2 separate regions of the Sus scrofa genome follow, and region 1 is linked to region 2. The links are chromatin contacts, called in public Hi-C maps. All regions are on one chromosome and are shown on one strand. The core of a region is the stretch at or near the end of the contact, and the rest is flanking DNA. Distances in the headings are between cores, read along the strand shown. Region 1 overlaps LOC100737051 (cat eye syndrome critical region protein 2). Region 2 holds the start of HDHD5 (cat eye syndrome critical region protein 5).

The links. A called contact is a pair of places that touch in the nucleus more often than the background predicts.
Region 1: a Hi-C map of embryonic fibroblasts shows a contact between it and region 2, with 2.4 times the contacts expected there. The contact joins the enhancer-like site here to the promoter of HDHD5 in region 2. A contact is called at or near these places in 2 of 5 promoter capture datasets (fetal liver and liver), 23 of 47 Hi-C or Micro-C datasets (adipose tissue, alveolar macrophages, brain and 13 more) and 1 of 2 datasets of contacts at active chromatin or transcription factors (skeletal muscle).

What each region holds. Positions count from the first base shown.
Region 1 is chr5:69,706,722-69,714,126 of Sscrofa11.1, forward strand. LOC100737051 (cat eye syndrome critical region protein 2) reads left to right here. Exons shown (of 19, transcript XM_021092503.1): 3 at 6,626-6,687; 4 at 6,690-6,808. Among named protein-coding and RNA genes, the nearest start is that of ATP6V1E1, 62 kb to the right of the region's middle. Within about 2 kb of position 4,085, at least 8 of the 83 cell types and tissues checked have an H3K27ac peak or open chromatin away from gene starts, as enhancers often do. A contact at or near this core is called in alveolar macrophages and embryonic fibroblasts, where this site is marked.
Region 2 is chr5:69,507,010-69,514,351 of Sscrofa11.1, forward strand. HDHD5 (cat eye syndrome critical region protein 5) reads right to left here and starts at 5,550. Exons shown (of 10, transcript XM_021092501.1): 1 at 5,427-5,550; 2 at 1,171-1,374; 3 at 266-378. The coding sequence starts at 5,549.

The sequences.
Region 1 (7,405 bases), core at 2,835-5,334, 200 kb after region 2:
TTTTGGCCCAAGAGTTGAGAACTGTTGCCTCCTGGTTTCTGAAAGAGTATGTATGATTTCTTTCAAACAGTTCACCACTGGAAAACCTTTGGGTTTGCAATTTTCTTTATGCAAGTTTTTGATGGAGGTTCCCAGGCTAGGGGTCAAATCAGACCTGCAGCTACCAGCCTGCACCACAGCCACAGCAACGCAGGATCCAAGCCCCATCTTCAGTCTACATACCAGCTTTCGTCACACCGGATTTTTAACCAGCTGATTAAGGCCAGGAATGGAAGCCATATCCTCATGAATATCAGTTGGGTTCTTAACCCACTGAGCCACAACAGGAACTCCTGGGTGTCCCCTTTCATAAGTCATTTTGACATTTTTCAATGAACTTGTCCATTTTATTTAAGTTTTAAATCATTTCCGTAGTGCTGTTCATAAATCTGTCTTATCTTTTTAATATCTGTGGGATCTACCATGGTTTCTCTATTTTCATTCTTCATTTATTTCATTGATGTTGTAATGTGTTCTCTTTCCTTATCACCTTTTCAAATATTTACTAAGGATCCAACTTTTTTTTTTGTCTTTTTGCCTTTTCTACGGCCGCTCCTGCGGCATATGGAGGTTCCCAGGCTAGGGGTCGAACCGGACCTGTAGCCACCGCAGAGGGATCTGAGCCACGTCTGCCACCTACACCACAGCTCACGGCAACACGGGATCCGTAACCCACTGAACAAGGCCAGGGATCGAGCCTGCAACCTCATAGTTCCTAGTTGGATTCGTTAACCACTGCGCCATGACGGGAATTCCAGGATCCAACTTTTTAACCTTAACTTTTTGACTGTTTTCTTTTTTAATTTTGTTTTATTTCTTGTCTTCAATATAACTTGCTTCTATTTATTTTGGCTTTAGGCTGCTCTTTTTTCTTTCTTTCTCTCTTCCTTTCTTTCTTTTTTTCTTTAGGGCCACACTCATGGCATATGGAAGTTCCCAAGCTAGGGGTCAAATTGGAGCTGTAGCTGCCAGCCTACACCACAGCCATAGCAGTGTAGGATCCGAGAGGGTCTGTGACCTATATCACAGCTCATGGCAGTGCCGGATCCTTAACCCACTGAGTGAGGCCAGGGATCAAACCTACACCTTTCTAGTGACCAGAGCCGCTGCAGTTGGATTTGTAACCCACTGTACCACATCAGGCATTCCTGTATCCCACAACTTTTGATGTACGGTGGTTTCATTATCTTTCAAAACATGTTCTAATTTATATTGTCATTTCTTTTTATGATCCATGGGTTATTGAAAGTGTTATTAATGAGTTCCCCTGGGCACAGCTTGTTAATGATCTGGTGTTGTCACTGCTGTGGCTTGGGTTGCTGCTGTGGCGCAGGTTCAGTTCTTAGCCCAGAAAATTCCACATGCCATGAGTTTACCCCCACCTCCCCCCCAAAATAAAACAAACAAAAACCTAATAATTCTAAGCCTGGTGATGAAAAAATCTTCTTAAAAAAGTATACAGGAGTTCCTTTTGTGGTGAAGTGGGAGAAGCACTAGGACACAGGTTTGATTGCCAGCCCGGCACAGTGGGTTAAAGGAGTCAGTGTGGCTGCAGCTGTGGTATAGGCCAGAAACTGGCTCAAATCTGATCCTTGGCCTGGAAACTCCATATGCTGCAGGGCAGCCAAAAATGGTCCCCCCAAAAATGTTTTTCAAAGTATGCAAACTAGACATTTTTAAAAGTGTATGTATTAATTTAATTTCTGGTTATCTTAGTAATTTTCAATTTAATTCCATATGTTCAGATAATGTGTTTTATGAAACTTCAGTCTGCTGAAGCTTATTGAGACTTATATCCCAGCATATGGTTTACATTGGTGAACAGTTCATATGCACTTAGAAAGGCTATATATTCTGTGGTTTTTATGCATAGTATTCTGCAAATGTCAGGTCAGGTTGGTAGTAGTTTTGAGATCTTTGTCCTCCTTGATTCTTTTTTTTTTTTTTTTTTTTTTTTTACGACCACACCTGCAGCCTATGGAAGTTCCCAGGCTAGGGGTTGATTTAGTGCTGCAGCTGCTGGCCTGTGTCAAGCAGCAGCAGATCCGAGCTGATGTATTTCTTCTATAGGCTTATTTGGGGGGGGTGTGCGCGTGTGTGCATGCATGATTCTAGGACCAGCAATATGCGTCCTTATATTATCAGAAGGTCTTCAGGATTCTTATTGTACCTTAAACTGGAAACTCCATCATGGTACAGCAGAAACAAATCTGACTAGGAACCATGAGGTTGTAGGATGGATCCCTGGCCTCGCTCAGTGGGTTAAGGATCCGGCATTGCTGTGAGCTGTGGTGTAGGTTGCAGATGCAGCTCAGATTTGGTATTGCTGTGGCTCTGGTATAGGCTGGCACCTGTAGCTTCTATTAGACCCCTAGCCTGGGAACCTCCATATGCAGCAAGAACGGCCCTAAAAAGCAAACAAATAAACAAACAAACAAAAAAAAACCCTGACACTCCAGACCCTTCAGTTCTTACAAATAGTATTTATGGTCCCATTTGGCTTCCATTAAAAAAGTTCTTTATCTTTTTAAAGATTATTATATGTTTATTTCCAGATGACTAATAATACTCTTCTTTGTTACCCAACATAAACACTCATGTACAGAAGTAAAATCTGTGTTATATAGATATTTCCCTGCTAAAAGGTTTTTGTTTGTTTGTTTTGTTTTTTGCTTTTTAGGACCACACCTGCAGCATGTGGAAGTTCCCAGGCTAGGGGTCGAATCGGAGCTGCAGCTGCCAGCCTACGCCACAGCCATAGCAACATGGGATCCAAGCTGCATCTTCGACCTATACCACAGAGCATGGCAGTGCCAGATCCCTGACCTTGAGCAAGGCCAGGCATGGAACTCGCACCCTCATGGATACTAGTCGAATTTGTTCCTCTGCACCACAGCAGGAACTCCCAAAAGATATATTTTTATATATCTTAGTCATATTTTTTTTAATTTGAAATTGTCATGATTTTTTTACTTATCCTGCTATCAGGTTGATTTCAGAATATGTTGGGCATGGCAGCCACTATATAGTCTTACAGAAGAGATAGTCTATAATCATTTTGGTCTTATTCTTTTCATGATGTTTAGCAGTAATGTCTTATAAGATGTTCTCAGAGCCTTTTACCTGTTGATTCACTCTTTATCTCAGTCCACTACTCCTGTTAAATGGGGCCTCACTGCACATGTGTATTTCATCTGCTCCACAAGTAGCTATATCACATGGGAGAATATAATTTAGTCTCCACTGTGGCGCCTGTGGTGCTCCCTGCACATGGACACCAGGGACTCTTTCTTTCATGTCTCTGAACTCATGCAGGAGCCTTCTTTCTACTTGTGATCTTTAAGTCTGCTTCCTTGCGTTATCGAGAGTTCTGCCAGCTCCAGCGAGTTCCCATCGGCCTGCTCCACAAGAGGTATACTGACCCCTGGGAACCCTGGGTCTCACAGTCAAGCTTGTTCTGTCTGAAGCAAACCAAGAAATTCTTTTTTTTTTTTTTTTTTTTTGTCTTTTGTTGTTGTTGTTGTTGCTATTTCTTGGGCCGCTCCCGCGGCATATGGAGGTTCCCAGGCTAGGGGTCGAATCAGAGCTGTAGCCACCGGCCTACGCCAGAGCCACAGCAACGCAGGATCCGAGCCGCGTCTGCAACCTACACCACAGCTCACGGCAACGCCGGATCGTTAACCCACTGAGCGAGGCCAGGGATCGAACCCGCAACCTCATGGTTCCTAGTCGGATTCGTTAACCACTGCGCCGCGACGGGAACTCCAAACCAAGAAATTCTCTGCTGAGTTTCTAAGAAATGCCGACTCTGGGAATGTGGAAAGATGGTGTTCCCTCTCTCCGACCTGCTCACGTTATTCAGAGCCTCAAGTTCATTTCATCTTTTTGTTCCCATGTTCTACTGAAAGGATGACTTAACTCGAGTAACTTCAGAAAGGGGAGAGGTGTTGAGTCATTAAGAGAATTGCTCGGAGCTGAGTGTATGACTAAGTCAGTGAATGTTCCAGGCAGTCTAGTCTGGGAAATTTGAAAGGTTGCATCAGGTTTAGCAGCTCTGTCCAGCTCTAGTCCCAGCCCTGGTCCTGGCCCTTACTCATCTGAGCAGCTCACAGAATTGTGTGTATTCACTTTTCTGAGGGGGAGAGCTGAGTTTATCAGATTCCAAATGAGTTTTGCTTCCTACAGAAGATTAAGAGCTAGTAAGTAGAAAGTATTTGCCCAGTTTTTTGGCCTGCTGAGCCCTTTTGTCTCAAATGACCTTGGCCACTTTGCCCTCAAAATTTTTTTTTCTTTTCTTTCTTTTTTTTTTTTTTTTCTTCTTTTATTTTTTTCTCTTTTGTCTTTTGCCTTTTTAGGGCTGCACTGGTGGCATGGGAGGTTCCCAGGCTAGGGGTCTAATCGGAGCTGTAGCCTCCAGCCTACACCAGAGCCACAGCAATATGGGATCCAAGCTGAGTCTGCAACCTACACCACAGCTCACGGCAATGCTGGATCCTTAACCCACTGAAGCCAGGGATTGAACCTGCAACCTCATGGTTCCTAGTTGGATTTGTTTCTGCTGCAGCATGACGGGAACTCCAAATTTCTGACCTTTAAGAGAAAGATTTGTAGGGGGGTTATCTTCATTACGTGGGAAGCAAGTGCTTGAATCGTTAAGTCCTTTAGCATCTGTTGGGGGAGTGGTGTTTAGAGGGCATATGGAATTTCTGTTTTAGCAAAAGTGATGTCATCAGAACTGAGTAGATGATAGGACATGGGGGAGGGAAGGTTGGGCGTGCAGCTCTGAGACATTGTTCACAGGGCTGGGGTGCTTGTGCTTCATCGCCTCCTGCTATCCTCGAAGTGACCACATTTCACTTTACTGCAGGAAAAACACGCCTGTCTCTTAGGGTACTTGGTGTGCACGAGATGTTCTAGAAGCTGCATGTCGTCTTCATACTCCTGTATGGAAAAGCACCCTGTTTTATTTCAAGTTCTCATTGTTATACAGTGGGACCTCATTGCTTATCCATTCTAAATGCAATAATTTGCATCTACTAACCCCAAACTCCCAGTCCCGCCCCTCCCCCTTGGCAACAAGTGTGTTCTCTATGTCTGTGAGTCTGTTTCTGTTTTGTAGACAGTTTCATTTGTGCCATGTTTTAGATTCCACATATAATGATATAATGAGGAGTTCCTGTTGTGGCGCAGCAGAAATGAATCTGACTAGGAATCATGAGGTTGCGGGTTCGCCCTGGCACTGCTCAGTGGGTTAAGGATCTGGCGTTGCCGTGAGCTGTGGTGTAGGTCACAGACGCGGCTCGGATCCGGCATTGCTGTGGCTGTGTTGTAGGCCAACAGCTGCAGCTATTATGATTAGACCTCTAGCTTGGGAGCCTCCATATGCCGTAGGTACAGCCCTAAAAAAGCAAAAAAAAAAGAAAAAGAAAAATCGTGGGAATTTTTTTTTTTTTTTTTTTTTTTTTTTTTTTTTTTGCCTTTTCTAGGGCCGCATCTGCAGCATGTGGAGCTTCCCAGGCTAGGGGTCTGAATGGAGCTGTAGCCGCCGGCCTACACCACAGCCACAGCAACGTGGGATCTGAGCCGCGTCTCCGACCTGTATCACAGCTCATGCCAACACCAGATCCTTAACCCACTGAGCAGTGCCAGGGATCGAACCCTCAACCTCATGGTTCCTAGTCAGATTCGTTAACCACTGTACTACGACGGGAGCTGAGAAAAATATTTTTAAATCAAACAGATGAAATTATATGCAGATTCTGTCATGGATTAGATATAGAATAACTATCTCTCAATTAAATAGCATTTTATTATACTATATACAAGGCATATTTAGGTACAACTAGAAATTTAAGTCATAAGCCTGTCCTAAATGTTTTCTATAGAAAAATTACCTCAGGTTTAGAGTACGGTGTTTGGTACCGTGTAATAGCCCACGAAAGCATAGTTAGGTGTGCACAATAGAGTAGCCGCTTACATTCTGCAGCAGGTTCTTCCACCATGGTGTGGGGTTTTTTTTTTGTTTTTTTTTTTTTTTTGGTTTTTTTGGCTCACCCATGGCATGTGGAAGTCCCCAGGCCCGGGACCGAACCCACACCTCAGCAGCCGCTGCAGAGATGATGCCAGATCCTTAACCCACTGCACCATGTCAGGAACTCCTCCACCTGTGCATCATAACCTGAAATAGAAAAGGACTGAGCCAGGCAGACATGGGATTCTTTTCATTGCCTGGGTGTCCCCCCGGGGTCCGTAGGATCTTCAGTTGTATGAGAGGAGCTAAGGTGTGGCCTCAGTTTCGGTCTCTCCTACTGATGACTGTGACTTTCTGCTATTTCACCAGAGTGTGCAGTCTGTGGTTTAATGTAAAGCAACCTGTTCTTTGAGAAATCTTCTTACATATAGATGGTGTTGGGTCTTGATGGTTTCAGGTGCAAGGAGGTGACGTCATAAAATGGCGCTTCCTCCAGGGCCCCCAGTGTCCCCCTGGCCTTCCTGTGACTTTGAGTTCTGCTGCTGTGGAAGATGCACAGCATTTGCCCCTCTCTGTTTTGTATTCATGGATCTCTGTCCTTGGGGCCTGGGATAGGCCTCAGACATTCCACAGCTACCTGGAGGACATCATCAACTACCGCTGGGAGCTGGAGGAAGGAAGCCCAACCCGCTGAGGGAAGCCCGTTTCCAAGACCTGCCTCTGCGCACCCGCGTGGAGATCCTTCACCGCCTCTGTGATTACCGGTTGGATGCTGATGATGTCTTCGATCTTCTCAAGGTGTGTAGCTGTCAGGCGGCCCTCTCTTTTGAGCAAAAATTAGGAGAAGCCAGTGTTAGGATAGTGGCTGGTTTGGGGACTCCTGTTGATCATAACAGTGTATATACAGTCATGACCACTGTCACTATGGGAATCCATGCCGTGCTCTCGTGACAATATCTTATTCTCTTGTAGTTTCATCTCTCTTTTGGTTTGTCTGCCTTTCTGTGTACTGATTCCCCGCTGATACAGGACTGACCATAGGCTCCTGTTTTCTTTGTCACCAGCCAAAATGCAATCACATTAGTCACTGGTTTTATGTCCTGAGCTTTATTTTTTTTTTTTTTTTTTTTTTTTTGGCTGCTCCGTGGCATATGGAGTTCCCAGGCCAGGGATCAGATCTGAGCCACAGTTTCCGCTTAAATGGTAGCTGAGACAATGCTGAATCCTTAACCCACTGTGCCGGGTTGGGGATTGAGCCTGTGTCCCAGCGCTCCCAAGATGCCACCGATCCCAGTGCACCACAGCGGGAACTCCTGAGGTCTGAAATGTGACTTGGCAAAAATGAAATATTTATAAGAATTCCCAAGGACTTTGACCTACCCCCCACACACACAC
Region 2 (7,342 bases), core at 4,300-6,799:
GGAGCAAGTGGTTCCCAAACTAGCCACAGAACTGCCTAGTTCTCAGATCCAGTGAGTCAAGACTCTCCAGGGAATAGCCGTGAGTGCACTCTGTAAGCTATTTGACAGGTTCTGAGGCACTGGGCTGGCTTTCAGAAACCCCCAGGTGTCAGGGGTGCCCCCCTCCCCTGGGGAGCCACCCGCCCTCCCGCAAGAGCCTGGCACACCTGGCTCCAGTCCCCTCTGCCAGGTGAGGACAGCAGAGCAGGAAGCAGCTCAAGGATACGCTCGGGCGTTTTCCACCAGGGGCCCCTGCCCAGACACCAGCATCCGCCTCTCGTGATGCTGTGAGAAGAGCCGCATAGGGCTGTGGGACAGAATCACCTGGTCAGGCTCCACCTGCCAAGAAACAGAGAGGGAGGTGAGGGCAATAACTGGAGTAGGGCCTACCTGCCCAGGAGGAGGCAGAGCTGATAGGTATTGAGGAATAAACTCAGTTCCCAATACCCCCACTTTTCAGCCCCACTTGGGAACCACAGGGCTAGTACATGAGCTCAGATCTGTTGTTTTCAGTTCTACGAAAGCCTTTTCAACCACAGCCCACTCTCCAGATACCAAGGGAGGAACCAGTCCTGTCCCTTTATTCTGCATCCCAAGCAGCGTCACCCAGTCAGTCAGCACTGGATTTGCCCTCTCAGTTCCAAAGGACACTTTCCAAGAATGAAATACTCTGCTGACAAAGACGTGTGGATGCCGGGACACAGTGGAGCTGTAGGTGGGTGGCAGGGATAGCACTCCCTGAGCTGTCCTCTCATGAGAAACGCAGCTGTCACTCCAGAGTTCCACCTGGCACATGGGGATTCAGCAACATGGGACCCTAAGGCCCAGGAGAAAAGAAATGGATACAGAGAGTTGGGGACACTGCCAAGTGCATGGGTGGGACTTCAGGGCTCCACACATGTTTACATAAAAGACGGCGCTGCCCTGCCCATGAGGCCCGACTCTGGAGGTTGGCCTTGAACTCCAAGCTTTTTTTCCAACAGGACTGGAAGATTTACACTGATAACCATGCCCTAGGGCTGATCCCTACTGTCCCCCTCCCACACCAGGGCAGGAGACGCAGTCAGTGCTGGAGGGGGTGCTCCGTGGGAACCAGGTCCTGGGCTCCAGTGTCTCCCACTGCCTCCTTACCTGGAAGCCCAGTAGGGCGGACAGCTCCTGGGCCTTGCCATGCTGTAAGATGTTCCCCGCATTTGTGACAAACACCACAGGCACCCGCAGCTGCCCTTCGGGGTTCAGCAGCTTATGGAAGGCTTCCTGTGCAGCTGGGATGATCCTATGGCCCCGCACCAGCACCCCGTCGATGTCCAACAGGAACCCGAAGGTGGGCGGCCTCTGCACGGAGGGGAGACAAGAAGGGCCCCTGAGTGAGGCATGGAAGGTACATCACCCCTGACCCTGGGCCAGCAAGGCTTTGATCAAGGTGAGGACACGGGGTTGCCTACAGGACAAATCCATCTGCAACAAAGAATTAGGCCTTTTCAGGTATTTTCAAGCATATAAGTATTTTGTTGAAATTATTTTTGCATAATATAAAGTTTTGTTTTGTTTTTTTTTTTTTTTGGTCTTTTTGTCTTTTCAGGGCTGTACCCTAGGCATACAGAGGTTCCCAGCTAGGGATCCAATTGGAGCTACAGCTGCTGGCCTACACCACAGCCACAGCAACGTGGGATCCGAGCCGCATCTGTGACCTACACCACAGCTCACTGCAATGCCAGATCCTTAACCCACTGAGTGAGGCCAGGGATCAAACCTGCAACTTCAGGGTTCCTAGTCGGATACGTTAACCACTGAGCCACTATGGGAACTCCAATATTAAAGAAATTTTTACATTGGAAAACAGAGAAATTCGCAAAGAATCCCAACACTGGAACACAATCGATAGTATTTCATCTCTTTTTCTATTCTTACATTTGTCGCATAGCTACAACGGCACTTTATATGTATAATTTTGCATCTTGGCTTTTTTTTGTTTGACCTGAAGCAATTTTATCTGCTACAACAACCTTCATAACCATCTTTTAAAATTGTTTTACCAATATCGACACACAGAGTTCTAAAAACACACTCAATTGCTACAGACAATATAGAAAATTCTTGTTTCTTGCTGCTGCCCAGTGCTACTACTCCCTGTCTTGTGTGTTTTCCAGAAACTGTTTTATGGATGGTACTAATTTCTTATCTTGGAGCTAACACAGAAATGGCCCTATGTCGTGCTTTCTTTTCCATCTTCCGTTTTTCATTGGTATCTCTTGGTTTTCTTTCTGTACCACAGCCCCACCTCCTCCACATCGCCTCTGCTACATATTTTGAGTGTATACTCCATTAGGTTTCCCCTATTCAGATATTTAGGTTTTTCCACACTTTTGCCTCTACGAATTATACTATAAAGAACCTATTCATGCTTACTAGTTTTTCCATATGATGGATTTTTCTTCTAGTTGTTTTTTTTTTGGCTGCGCCCACAGCATGTGGAAATTCCAGTGCCAGGGACTGAACCTGCACCACAGTAATGACAATACCAATCCTTAACCCACTGCACTACCAGAGAACTGAAAGATAGATTCTTAAAAGCAAGAGTTATAAGTCAAAAGAGTACAAACATTTTAGTGATGGAACACCTATTGGCCCATTTTCCAAAACACCTATCAACCCACGTGCAACCTGGTCCCCTTGCCCAGGATGGTTTTCACTGGTATCAAAGAGTTTGTTAAGGATCAAACATCCTGTTAATATCACAATTTAAAAAAAAAAAAAAAGAGGTATCTCATCTCAATCTGCATTTCTTTGATTTGTATCTTTTTTTTGGGGGGGGGGTTAGGGCCACAACTGCGGCACATGGGAGTTCCCAGACTGGGGTTGAATCTGAGCTATAGCTGCCAGCCTATGCCACAACCACAGCAACTCAGGATCCAAGCCACGTCTGCGACCTACACCACAGCTCATGGCAACACTAGATCCATAACCCACTGAGCAAGGCCAGGGATCAAACCCACGTCCTCATGGATACTAGTCAGATTCATTACCGCTGAACCACAATGGGAACTGCCATTTCTTGGATTTACAAAGCTGAACACTGTACTCCTTAAAAAAAATCACCCCATTTTTTTTGTGAACTAACATACATGCAAGGTGTTTTTCAGCTGTCAGAAAAACCCAAGCTAATCTGTTTACCATTTTCCTTTTTGTTGGCACCAGCTAAGTCAAGCCACTTTCACCACAAATGCGCTGTGGTTCAAAATGTCCTTATTTTCTTAGACGTACATACAGAAGAATTTAAGGTTGAAATGATAAGAAAATGGATTCCCTTTAACATCTTAGAGCCACAAGAAAAGAGGGCAGATAAGCAAATCAAGTGCAGCAAAGTGTTAGTAACAGCTGAATCTGGAACATGGGTCTATGGGGTTCATAACACTGTTGTGCTTTTGGGTTTTTGAAAACTCACATAGTCAACAAACCAAACAGTTCATTTATGCTGATGGCTGCAAAATTAAACTACTGGTCTTAGGGGCCATATCGTAAACAGTCGTAAGATTTGCTTAGAAAGACCCGCAGATCCTGCCACTTAGAACAAGAAAGTTTCAGGACAGTTGAGCAGTATCTGTGACACTCCCTCATCTATTACTGTGTAGTGCGGGATGACCACCTGTGGCCCTCAGGTGAGCACACAGAGAACCAGGCACCCAGGACCTGGGAAGCAAAGGCGCATCGGATGCAGCGACTCCACACTCCATGAGATGCTTCACAGAAGGGACGCGGGGAGGGATGTACAGGTGTGACTTCTCTACACTTGCTGCTCGGCTTTCTGAAAACTTAAAACTGGTCTAAAAAAAGTCTATTAATTTTTGTTTAAGTGAAGTTACCTAGAGAAAAGGAAATAAGAATTTTCATTCTCTTTTCATTTTTCGTTTTATTTTTTTCTGCATCTATATTCTCATTTTTCTTCTTTATCACTTCAAGTTTTTTGTAACTTGTCCTGGGTATTAAGCCAGCTCTGAGTTAAGTCCATATATGTGGAGTTTCTGTTATGGCTCAGTGGTAACAAAATTGACTAGTGTCCATGAGGCCTCAAGTTCAATCCCTGGCCCCGCTAAGTGGGTTGGGGATCTGGCGTTGCTGTAAGCTGTGGTGTAGGTGGAAGACTCAGCTCAGATATGGTGTTGTGGCTGTGGCATTGGCAGCAGCTCCAATTCCACTCCTAGTCTAGGAACTTCCATATGTCTCAGGTTCGGGCCTAAAAAGACAAAGGGGAAAAAAAGTCCATATTTGTGGTAGTGATAAAACGTGTGGTTTTCTACTACATATAAAATAGATAAACAAGGTCCTACTGTATGGCACAGGGAACTATGTTCAATATCTTGTAATAATCTATAAAGGAAAATATTCTTAAATAGTATACATATATTTTATATATATAATATATGTATAACTGAATCACTTTGCTGTACACCAGAAAGCAACACAACACTGTAAATAAACTATACTTTTAAAAAGCATGGCAGAGGGGAGATCCCTTTGTGGTGCAAAAGAAACGAACAGGTTCAATCCCTGGCCTCCCTCAGTGGGTGAAGGATCCCGCCTTGCCTGAGCTGTGGTGTAGGTCACAGACGCAGCTCAGCTCCTCCATAGCTATGGCTGTGGTGTAGGCCAGCGGCTGTAGCTGATTCGAACTCTGGCCTGGGAACCTCCATATGCCACTTGCGCAGCCCTAAAAAAAATAAAATAAAATAGATTAAATAAAAAGCATGGTTTTAAGATTAATTTGGGGAGTCCCCTGGGGGCCGTACCCTCGACCCTTGACCACGTTTGAACTGGGCGGATCCACTTATAGGGGGGATTTATTTCAACAAATATACATTCAGCCCCCACAGCTGTGGGCTCCTCACACGTGGATCCAACCAACTGGTGATCGTAAACTTCACAAGCCATGGCTGTTGGTGGATGGGGGATCCGCGGATGCCAGGCGTCTGTGGGACGCCAGCACCTTCAGGTCTAGGAGTCCTCCACGGACAGCGAGGGAGGGCGGAAATCGGCCTTAAGTCACACAGGTAGTAAACCGCCGGGCAGGTGCGCATCCCCTTCTTCCACCCTCCCACTCTCACCCTTGGAGAGTCGGGAACTGTGAGAACCCGCGGGCCGGGGCCGCGGTCTTCTGCACGTTCCGACTGGCGGGTCACCGAGGCCCGCGTGCCCAGGTCCGGCCCCGCGAGTGACAGAGTCACGCGGTGCCCCGGGCGGCGGCTACGCGGCGGGGACCAAAGGACGTGACGTCACTACACGCGGACACTGCGGGGACGGTGGGAGTGATGTCCTGGAGGCCGGACATCAGAGCACGGTCCACGAGGCCACAGGGCCTCCTGCCCTGCCCGCCCGCCCGCCGCCCTCACCTGCGCGCCGCCGCTCGCCAAATGGCGGCCCCCGAGCCCCGCGGCCCCGCGCGCCGCCCCGCAAGCCGCCCGCCACCACAGCCCGGGCGCCCGCCGCGCCACCACCTCGCCGAACGCAGCCATGGGCCGCCACCTGCGCGCACCGCGCACGCCCGGCCCGCCGCGCGGCCAATCATCGGCCAGTGGCGCCTGGGGCACCTGGGAGCTGTAGTCCCATCCAGTATTGGGGGCGGGAAGGGGGCGGGGGTGCTCGCAGGGCATCTCGGGAGCTGTAGTCCCGCTTCGGTCTCTGCCTTACGCGTGTGGGCGTGGTCGTATAACTGGAAGTTTATACCCTTTAACTTTCTCACACTTTTAACCAACTCCTAACCCTCATATCTGGCAGCCACCACTCTTTCTCCTGTTTTCTGGATCTATGAGCTTGGTTATTTTGTTTCTTAGAGTCCGCATGTAAGTGACCTCATACAGTATTTGTTTTCTCTGACTTACTTCATTAAACATAATAACCTAAAGGGCCATCCATCCACGTTGATGCTAAATGCAGCATTTCCTTCTTTTTTGTGGCTGAATAATATTCCATTATATATGTATGTATATGTATACATACATATATAACGTATATATATGTGCGTGTGTGTGTGTGTGTGTGTGTATCTCTTCGTCCATTTATCTTTTTTTTTTCTTGGTAAGAGAGGAGGTAATTTATTGTAATGTGTTACGTTCAGCCACAACTGGGAACAGAACTAGTCCAGAATGTCACAGGTCCAGGACAAAATACTAAAAGGGATCATTTTGCTGTGAGCAAGGTGGGTCTCAAAGTGGCCGAGGGGCTCAGAATGGTGAAAAGTTGTTCTGGATCCACTGAGACAAGTTCTAGACAGAAGGCATGCAGCCCAACAAATTGTACCAGCGTCCCTGGCCTCTGGGCTTTCCTTGTTTCTGCTCCTGCGGCTTCTGCAGATGTACAAGTTTACTCGGACCTCTGCCTCCTCTTTGTTCTTTTGTGCTGCAGCCTCGCATTCGCTTCTTCCTGCACTTTGCTGTCATGGCACAGAGGTTTCTCAGAAGATGGCACTAAGGCCAAGAGCCCATTTATCTATTGATGGATGCTTAGTTTGCTCCCACATCCTGGCTCTTGTAAATGGTGCTGCTATGAACATTGGGTTGCATGTATCTTTTTAAGTTAATGTTTTCATTTTCTTTGGACAAATATCCAGAAGTGGGATTACTGAATTGTACATTAGTTTTATTTTAAATTTTTCTGAGGAATCTCCATACTTTTTTTCACAGCGGCTATACCAGTTTACATTCCCACCAACAGCACACAAAAGTTCTCTGTTCCCCACCAACACTTGCTACTCTTTTTGTAACAGCCAGGGAGAGTGTTATTAAAGAGGGAGAGTTGGGAGTTCCCGTCATGGCACAGTGGTTAACGAATCCGACTAGGAACCATGAGGTTGCAGGTTTGATCCCTGGCCTCGATCAGTGGGTTAAGGATCCGGTGTTGCCGTGAGCTGTGGGGTAGGTTGCAGGCTCGGCTTGGATCCCGCGTTGCTGTGGCTCTGGTATAGGCCGGCAGCTACAGCTCAGGTTCGACCCCTAACCTGGGAACCTCCATATGCTGTGGGCGCGGCCCTAGAAAAGACAAAAAAAAAAAAAAAAAAAAAAAAAAGGAGAGTTGGAGGCACTAGCAGACTATGGCAGGAGCAGAGTAAAGGCCTGGTGGGGGGGGTGGCGCTGAGGGCTCAGAACTTAGTTCCCACCAGAGCTCCCAGCACAAGGTCAGTGCTCTCCTCTGTGTTCCCAGGCCCACCTGTCTCCCCTGCTTGGAAAAGTCAGGCAGAGGACGGGGCCGTGTTAATCCTGGGCTGAGGGTAGTTTGATTCCTGGATGGTCTTGCTTCCCTGGGCCCCATG